3 separate regions of the Zea mays genome follow, and all the other regions are linked to region 2. The links are chromatin contacts, called in public Hi-C maps. All regions are on one chromosome and are shown on one strand. The core of a region is the stretch at or near the end of the contact, and the rest is flanking DNA. Distances in the headings are between cores, read along the strand shown. Region 1 holds the start of LOC100147736. Region 2 holds the start of LOC100281455 (ubiquitin-protein ligase). Region 3 holds the start of LOC103638266 (kanadaptin).

Region 1 (3,130 bases), core at 417-2,916, 130 kb before region 2:
CCGGCAAGGTTTTCCAAGTCGGCTCTATGATGTTGCTTGGAGAGACTTCAGAACTATCCCTTGAACCGGCCATTGAGGGCCGATTTGATAGGTCTAAATATGTCTTCCCCGGCGGAGTCGCCAAAAAGTATGTTGACGCCTTTTCGGAGCGGCAAACACTCAACAAGCACCGTGGCGGTGCTCTCTGGTCAGGCGCAGACGGTCCGCGGCCTGGGGCCGGACGGTCCGCGACCTGGCGCAGGGGCTAGGGTCCTCTGCCTGACGGCCGGACGGTCCGCGCCCTGGGGGCCGGACGGTCCGCGCGTACGCAGAGGCGGCGGAAGTCGCCGGCGGCGGCCTGGATCTCGCTCCCGGGAGGGACCCCGTCGGGGAGGAGAGATCCTAGGTGATGTCTAGGCTCGGCAGGCCGACCTAGACTCTTCTAATCGGCGTAGAGTCGAAGAGAAGCGAGAATTTGGAGATCGAGAGGCTAAACCTAAACTAGACTAGAACTACTCCTAGGATAAAATGCGAAATAGAAGTGTTGTTGATTCGATTGATGATAAATCGGCCGTAGACCTCTCTATTTATAGAGGAGGGGGCTGGACCCTTTACACAACTGATTCCGAGCTAATTCCGCGAATCTAGCTAACAACCGTAGCACAAAACTCGGAACCCTAATCTGTTCTGCGCGCGCGCGGACCGTCCGGCCCACAGGCGCGGACCGTCCGGACCGCGGACCGTCCGGCCTCAGGGCTGGCCTGTCCGCACCTCAATTTGGTGCCCAAGAGGCATGTTTTCTTCTCTATCGGATTATTGTGCAATAGCCATAGATATCTTGATGGTTCTATCTGTCCATGAACTGTGTGTTTAATGCGTGTGTCTAAGAGAAAAATAAAAGGGTATATGTTTAGTGGAAGATGTTGTGGGTCTTTAAAACTGGTAGTCATACCGTGTGTTTATATGGAGTCAATGTCTTGAGTTATAAGTCATCAAGGCTGCTATACCATATATAGACCGTGAGAAGCCACCAAGCCCAATACGACAGGAAGTCGTACACATATAATAACACCCCGTTAGCTGAATGAGGACGAGCTACAGAGAGCTCTATAAAAACAGCGATTGTGTTCTTTTTCAACTCATATCTTTCTCGGTCTTTTGGCTAAAATAAAGTATAATATTTATTTCGCTCAACCATTGATTGCATTGCGTGTACGACCTCGTCCTTCCCAACCAATATCATGAAAATACGATTGTGTACCGTCGCAATGCACGTGTATTATACTAGTTTATGCTATAAATGAGACTTATTATGGTAACTCGTGAGCTCAATATCCAATTCGTAATGCGACCAAGCTCAAGCTATTGCGATCGAGCTCAGCCAAGTCTTTACTCGCTGAGCCATTGACAATTTTGCCATTATTATTTGTGGGTTTCGCTATATATCATCGGACCTACAAATTATAGACATAGATGATCCCACCAGTTATAGACATGAGATGACATCATAATATGAAGTCAAAAGTGAAACTGTGAGAGTGACAAAATTATAACTTTCTCTTACTTGCTGGTCATGGAGACGAACCGACCCGACCTCATTTGCAGCCCAACCCGCACTCACCAACAGAAAGGGAAAAGACCATCCTACCCACGCCAGCTCCGGAGTTCCGACGCAACTTCCCATTCCGATCCACATCAGCCCCGTCGCTGTCTCTCCAGGATCTGGAGACCCTACCCGCCTGAGCCCTCAGCCGGCCGCGCGGTGCGGCACCGCACCACCGCCACCGAGCCACGAACCCGCCGGAGTACCGACCCGCCTGCGCCCTCCGCTGGCCGTGCGGCGTGGCAGCGCACCACCTACGGCGGGCTGCGGCACCGCCCCGGCCCTCGCACCAGTTCCGCGGCGACGTGGTCCAGCAGCACCGCCAGGCCGCCTACGGCCATTTCACTCGCGGCTTCTGAGCATCTACCTGCACTTCTTCAATTACCTGCAGCTTTCATCGTATTTCCTTTGCATTGCATACCGTGCAGCCACCTCTGCACATGATGTTTCGGATGTTATCTTATTATTAAAAAACTAGATTTACTCATGTTTTTCTTCCTCTGTCATTATTGCTGATTTGGTAACTAATCTTTCTGTGGGGTTTATGCACTGTTAATTTTTCCCTGTCATTTTAGGTCTAATTTGTATTCGACACTCTCATCGTAGTAACTGCCTCATAGGTTTTGTGCCCTCTGTATACATCTCTATCGGCTCCATGTCCAAGGCACTGCACCACCCTTTTGTTATCAGGTAACAATCCACATCACACCTCCGCCCGAAAAAAAAACTTTTATCAATAGAGTTCTCTTTTTGTTAACCTCCTTTACTTTTACTTTCAGGTTTTAAACCGGCTTTTGGAATTGTACACATGGATCAATTTGTGGGAGTGGAAATTAGAGCAGATTTCTGTGCTTTTTTTTTTCCAGCACATCTGCCAGACTAGTATCATCAGCAATTGTCCATCGCAGCATAGGTACTTATTACTTTTGTAGTCCTATTCTCCTGCATAAGTACGCTATTATTGGTAATCATTTATACGCTGTTACGTTCGATATTTCTTCTGGTCTTCAAATGTTAGTTTTCCACCCTCATACAAGACAACTAGATGTTATGTTTGGATCATATATATAGTGTGTTTGCCACTGTTAAACATGGTGTTTGAGTATTGTAAAACCATACTAAACAAATTCTCTGTCCCTGGATTATTGTATTTGATAGCTTCACATATTCCTTCCATTATTCAACAATTTCTTGATTTATGGATCCACATATGCATGATTGGGGAACGGTAGATCTAAACAGTGAATCTGGACCATACATGCATGAACAACACCGTCCAGATCTAGAACTACCACCAGTAAAAACTACCGCAAGTGGGAAGGAAATAAAGGGTGGGTAGTATCGTTGCCTCGCAGGTTGGGAGAACATGTTTAATTATGCTGCAATGGCTCGATTTAGTTGCCTAGTAGCTGGGACTGGTCCACCAACTTAAAATATATAAGGTACATGTCCACACATATATAGGTAGTGGAGAAGATGATGGCAGAAACAGGAGTTGAAATCAGTCGCAACCGTCCGCTTCACTCTCGCTATGACTGATGAAGATGT
Region 2 (2,819 bases), core at 95-2,594:
TTGTGACGAGGTCCTTGGCGAGGTCAACATTGGCAGCCAGATACTCCATCACGTGCAGCGCGTTGGCTGGGGAACCCTGCACCTTCTGCGCCTCCACTGACACTGTGGGCAGGGCTCCATGGTGGAGGTGGCTGCCGACATCCATGAAGCTCTCGTGCTCAGCATCGACGGCGGCTGCCGCTGAAGGCATCAGCTCGGAGATGGCTGCTAGAACAGACTCGGCGAGTGATGCCTTCCTGGCCTGCGCCTCACTTCGCTGAAACAAAGCGAAAGTGCACATTAGGCACCAAAGATGTTTTTTTCTTTTCTTTATTTTTTTTGCTTTTGGTGTGGAAAAGGGTAGTTCAGACTTCAGACTAGGAAGTCGTAAAGAAGAAACCTACCAAACTTTGTTCGATACAAAAGTACAATTCTGCAATCTTAAACTGATAGGGATTGATTCTAGACAATTGGTGAATAGTGGTATAATAATACTACAGAGGTGGCCACTCCGCACCCCACCAAAAAAAAAATCATGATGGTATTCACGGCAGAAACTATGGCAGATTGGTTTGTACGTTAGCTGCTGTCTGCTGGACTGGACTTTCCAGTTCTCATGGTCCTGGAAGGAACATGAAGAACATCTAAGAACACATGCTTTCTCCTGTCAGCACTATACGCACTTGGATTGTAATTTGACAGGTTCATCTGGCCCCAGCACCTTCGAAACTCATTGAGGATGTCCTGATTTTTCTCAATTTGAAATAAGAGGAAGATGCCCTAATTCGTGGCAAAGGCACAGTGATTAAAAGGAGAGAACAACAAGAACAGCGATTTTGGGGGGGGGGGGGGGGGGGGGGAGGGGGAGGGAGGATCACATCCCCAAAACTCTGGTAATTTCCCCGCCCAAACCATTTTAAGTCACAAGGAACTGCATCCAAATAAGCAATCAAGTCAGGCAGCGGAACATACCTGCATCCAACCAAGAAGCTGAAGAAACTGGACTTTCCTCTTCTCCCCCTCGACTCGTCCCCTGAGCAGCGGCGGCCAAGTTAGCACCCGGGGAGCATTCTTCTCTCCCCCGTCGTCGTCTTCCTCAGCTCCATGCCACAGCTACAGTGCTACACCAAGTCACCCAGGCATGGTGCCCACGTCTGCCCAAGCACAGCGCCACACGCAACGCAGCAGCCGAGGTAGAAAGGATGGAGACAAACGGAGAGGGGAGAGAGGGATAGTGGTGGGAGACCGCGCTGGCAGCTCGCGGACCCAGTCGTCGTCCAATCCAAACAAGGGCAAGGTCACTCGCACCGCCCTCGGAGTCGGAGTCGGAGTCGGAGTCGCTCCTGTTGGGCAGAGGGCGCCCCCTTTTTTTCTAATCACACAGCTCACTCACTTGTTTACCAGCAGCAGGCAGGCAGGCAGCGCACCACGGGCTGGACGGGAAGAGTACAAAGATGTTGACCTTTTTTCTTAACCAGGAGCTGGTTATTTCTCATTCTCTTCTCATCAGTCGGCAAGTGCCACGGGAGGAAGAGACAGGAACGCTGGCTTGCAACGCACACCACCACGCGTCGCGTCGACCGTGCTGGGCGTTTTGAGGGATAGATTTCACGGCAAGTCTAGGAAAAGTAAAGCAGAGTGATGACCACACTGTGCAAGCTGTTTTTGTTGGCATCAGCTCGACTCTGCATTTGGAGACCCGGGAGGGTACGCCAACGGTTCTTTAATGGAGATCGTTAGGAACCATCAGTGGCAGTGGGCCTACAGAGTCATTGTGTTGACTATATGCCTAAAAACAATTTTAATATATAAAAATAATAACAGACCTTTAAAATAGAAGCTTATTAGTAAGTATATATACATTGTGTGAATGGACACCCAAGTTGTTGCCGCCCTTTCTCTCCATGCACACGTCGTGCGAGTACACGGGTATCGTGATGTTTTTATTCTTGCATGTGTGCATGCTATAGAGAGATATTGTCGTTGTTGTGACATCGGTAAGAAAATGTGGGGAACGTGGGTGAATGTGTTCCCGTTGCTAGTATGTTGTTGTGACATCGGTAAGAAAAATGTGGAGAACGTGGGTGAATGTGTTCCCGTTGCTAGTATGCGAGGATGTACAACTACTATTGCATCAACATGCTCTTCTTTCGTCCCTCTATGCGTGTAGTAATAATGATCCATGATTATTTGATCGCATATTGTCTTTGTTGAGTGTGGTAGATATATGTCATCGTTCGGGGAACACATACCCTCGGCAACCTCCAAGACACATTCAAGGATCCCAGTATAGAAGCTATTTGCATGGACTATTATGTTGGGATCACCATTTCAAGGCTCCAAGCCCCGTAGACTTCCCTTGGCACTAGCTAGAAGAGCTTGAAGCCAGGAGGCTTGACATTACTGCGCCCAAACAAAAAAATATGCACCAAGACTTGTACAGGCAGAAGGGACCTAGGGCCCATCTACCATAGACAAACCTTAGGCCCTAGGTCATGTAGTGCCAAGAGAAAGCTAAGGAAAAGAAGTAATATAATCTCTCGAGAACTCTTGCACCCTGAGGCGATAGTTATTAGTTTTAAGCCCTCGAAACCCCCTCGTGCGCCCGGGATATTCGTGAGTATAATAAACCTCTGGACCCCTCATAACACATTTGCCAATTCTTCCATTCTCTTTATTGATTTCCTTTCCTGATATAGTTACAAGCATTTGAGTGGTTACACAAGTTTGATTACAAATTACCTTACGACGTGTTCAAAGTGTTCAAAGGAAAGTACATTGTGAAGGCTTGAGAGACAGAGCTCTACGAACCTTCGTGTGAGTACGTGAGCTCTCAATCA
Region 3 (2,985 bases), core at 142-2,641, 210 kb after region 2:
TAAAATAGCTTGGTTCGGTCAACTCATCGGTGTGTAATCTGCAATGTAGATTCGTGCATCTCTTTTTTATTGACGCTTGAAAGCAAAATGCATATCCTAATTTTGGTTGATGAATCTGTGGAATATTCAGCAATCCAAGCTGACTCGAGGTCACTTGCAACGTTACTTCTGATCTGAAATATTCAGGTTTCTTTATGAAAAGAGAATGCTTTTAACATCTCAATTATATCAGTTTTAGATCACATGCGACCATCTTCAATCATGGTGTACAAGATGAAAGACTGTTCTCATTCTTAACTACTGCAGGCAAAGCGACTTCCAGACAGGGAAGCAATGGTTTCACATATTCTTAGAGGGTCCAAGGTTCTTTGATGGGGGAGATGCAACAAGTGAGCATGGACTAGATAGATCTAATGTTTAGTATGCTAACTGAAGTATTAGAGCTTTATCTCTGAAATGAATGTTCTTCGCTAAGGTAACTTGTTGATATAGAATATCATCTTGAGAGGTATATGTTTGTGCGTTGTTACAAAATTAATTTGATAACATACATTGATATACCAAAATTATTGTATTTTATTATATTGATTCCGTAGCAACGCACGGGCATATACCTAGTAAATTTTAAGTTATTTTCGAGCTTTGTTACAAAGCGGGTCTTGGACCGCCCGGTACGATAGCACGACACACCACAATAGTCCGACACGACCCGTTTTAAACTAGTTGGACCGTGTTTGGGCTTAGATTTTGGGCCACAGATGATCACGACACGACTCACTATTTTTCCGTGTCGTACCATGGCCCGATTAAATCGGCACAGCCCATACTCGGTCCATGCCGGCACGACACGACCCATTGGTTACATATAAATAGATAGAAGCTTTATTTTTTGAGCTCTGTTACAACGCGGGTCTTGAGCTGCCCAGCATGGTAGCACGACACGGCACGATAGCCCAACACGACACGTTTAAAACTAGCCGGTCGTGCTTGGACTTAGACTTCTACCCACGGACGGACATGACACAACTCGCTATTTATCGACGGACGAGCACAACACGACCCATTGGCTACATATGGTTTCACTCAAGTGGCTACATATGGTTTCACTCAAGAGTCACAATCACATCAAAAAGTTTGAATGGTAATTATGATTATGAAATATAATCTAATTATAAAACTAACTATACATGAATAATTAAAAGATGAGATTAAATTTTATTTAATACTTAGGAGATATTTTGTTTCTAGGGACTAATTTTTTGTCCATTCATTTTATTCTATTTTAGTATCTAAATTGTCAAATACAAAAACTATTTTTTTATATTTAATAATTTAGATAATAAAATAGAATAAAATATAAACACTAAACATTAGCCCATAAAAACTAAACACATCTCTATATTACACGAACTATACTGAGTTCTTACGAAACACTGAAAACCAAGGGCGAAGATTGCTTTGTTCGACTTTGATCTCGCTCTCGCTCGCAACTCACCTCTCCCTCTCCACTCGCACCTCGCCGCCGTCTACCCGTCTGCTGTCCTAGCCCCGCTTCTGCCGCAGCCATGAACCCTTCCATGCCACCGCCTCCGCCGCGTAACCCTAATTCCTTTTCGTCATCCGCCTCCATGCCACCTTCTCCGCTCCCAAACCCCTCGCCGCCGACGGCACGGCCGGAGGCGGCGTCCGAGCCCGACTTGTCTTCAGCGGAGGTGAACGGTCGCGCTAACCCTAGCACATCCTCCTCGATGCCTCCGCCTCCGCCTCAAAAACCCGCCCCACCGGCACCGCAGATGGAAGCGAAGGCGGCAGAGGCTGAGGGAGGCGCTGTCCCGAGCCCGAGCGTGAGCGGTTCGTCAGCGAAGGAGGCGCCCAACAGCAGCGGGGCCTCCTCCGGCAACAACGTGATGGAGGAAGCGGCCGCGTCGCCGGTGGAGCGGCAGAGGGCTCGCGCGCCGTACGCCATTCCCGAGTGGAGCACCGCGCCGAGCCAACCCTTCTTCCTTGAGGTGCTCAAGGACGGGACGATCGTTGATCAGCTTGACGTGTGAGTTTGCAATTCCCATCCTTTCATCAGTTCTTTGTTAATTTAATGATATTTTTATTTCGTGATTAAGGTGTTTGGTTCCTTAGTCACCCTCCTAAACTTTAAGTGCCTGAACTTTAGTCTCTAGAGTTTCTATTTGGGCCCTGTTTGGGATAGCTACAGTAAATTTGGTGGAGTTGTTGGAGCAGAGTTGTAAGCCTTTAGAAGCTGGAGTTGTAAGCCTTTAGAAAACATTTAAATAAGTCATTTTGTTTATTATTTAAATAAAAAATATTTTTAAAACTAGTTAAATTGATATTATAAACTACAGCTCTACACTGGAGCTGTTTGGCAGTTCAGAAACTAAAAGTGACTAAACTTTTAGTCACTAAAGTTTAGGAGGTGGGAACCAAATAGCCCCTAAGGGCTGGTTTGTTGACCAGGATCACGAGGGGATACATAGGAGAGGAATCCCCTTACTATTTTGAAATGAGTTAACCCTCAATACCCAAATGAGCGTTAAGGATTTCTCCCTCATAGATCCCCTCGTGATCCCTGGTCACCAAATCAGCCATAAGTTGTTGTTTAGTTGTGTGAAATGAGTTAACCCTCAGTACCCAAATGAGCGTTAAGGATTTCTCCCTTATAGTTCCCCTCGTGATCCCTGGTCACCAAATCAGCTCTAAGTTGTTTAGTTGTGTGAAATGAGTTAACCCTCAGTATCCAAATGAGCGTTAAGGTTTCTTACCCTTTTTTTTGTTCACTGCTTTGGCTGTTGCTGCTGATATATAAGTCATGTTGTTTGTTGGCATTACCAAGATTAGAATTGGTGGAATGACCTGTATTACACATATGTTGCAGGTCCAAGAAAGGAGCTTACATGTTTGGTCGAATTGATCTGTGCGATTTTGTATTGGAGCATCCAACCATTTCTCGATTCCATGCTGGTACGTTTTAGC

Evidence for each region. Hi-C and Micro-C count contacts between places; a contact is called where the count stands out from the background.
Region 1: a Hi-C map of endosperm shows a contact between it and region 2, with 2.4 times the contacts expected there. The contact joins the promoter of LOC100147736 here to the promoter of LOC100281455 in region 2. A contact is called at or near these places in 3 of 25 Hi-C or Micro-C datasets (bundle sheath, ear and endosperm).
Region 3: a contact with region 2 is called in a Hi-C map of ear, with 3 times the contacts expected there. The contact joins the promoter of LOC103638266 here to the promoter of LOC100281455 in region 2. A contact is called at or near these places in 6 of 25 Hi-C or Micro-C datasets (ear, endosperm, leaf and 2 more).

Annotation. Positions count from the first base shown.
Region 1 is chr9:37,952,025-37,955,154 of Zm-B73-REFERENCE-NAM-5.0, forward strand. LOC100147736 reads left to right here and starts at 1,667. Exons shown (of 3, transcript NM_001358120.1): 1 at 1,667-2,272; 2 at 2,362-2,495.
Region 2 is chr9:38,085,961-38,088,779 of Zm-B73-REFERENCE-NAM-5.0, forward strand. It overlaps LOC100281455 (ubiquitin-protein ligase), which reads right to left and starts at 1,345. Exons shown (of 4, transcript NM_001361087.1): 1 at 952-1,345; 2 at 1-256. The coding sequence starts at 957.
Region 3 is chr9:38,295,616-38,298,600 of Zm-B73-REFERENCE-NAM-5.0, forward strand. LOC103638266 (kanadaptin) reads left to right here and starts at 1,392. Exons shown (of 12, transcript XM_008661229.3): 1 at 1,392-2,047; 2 at 2,888-2,973. The coding sequence starts at 1,566.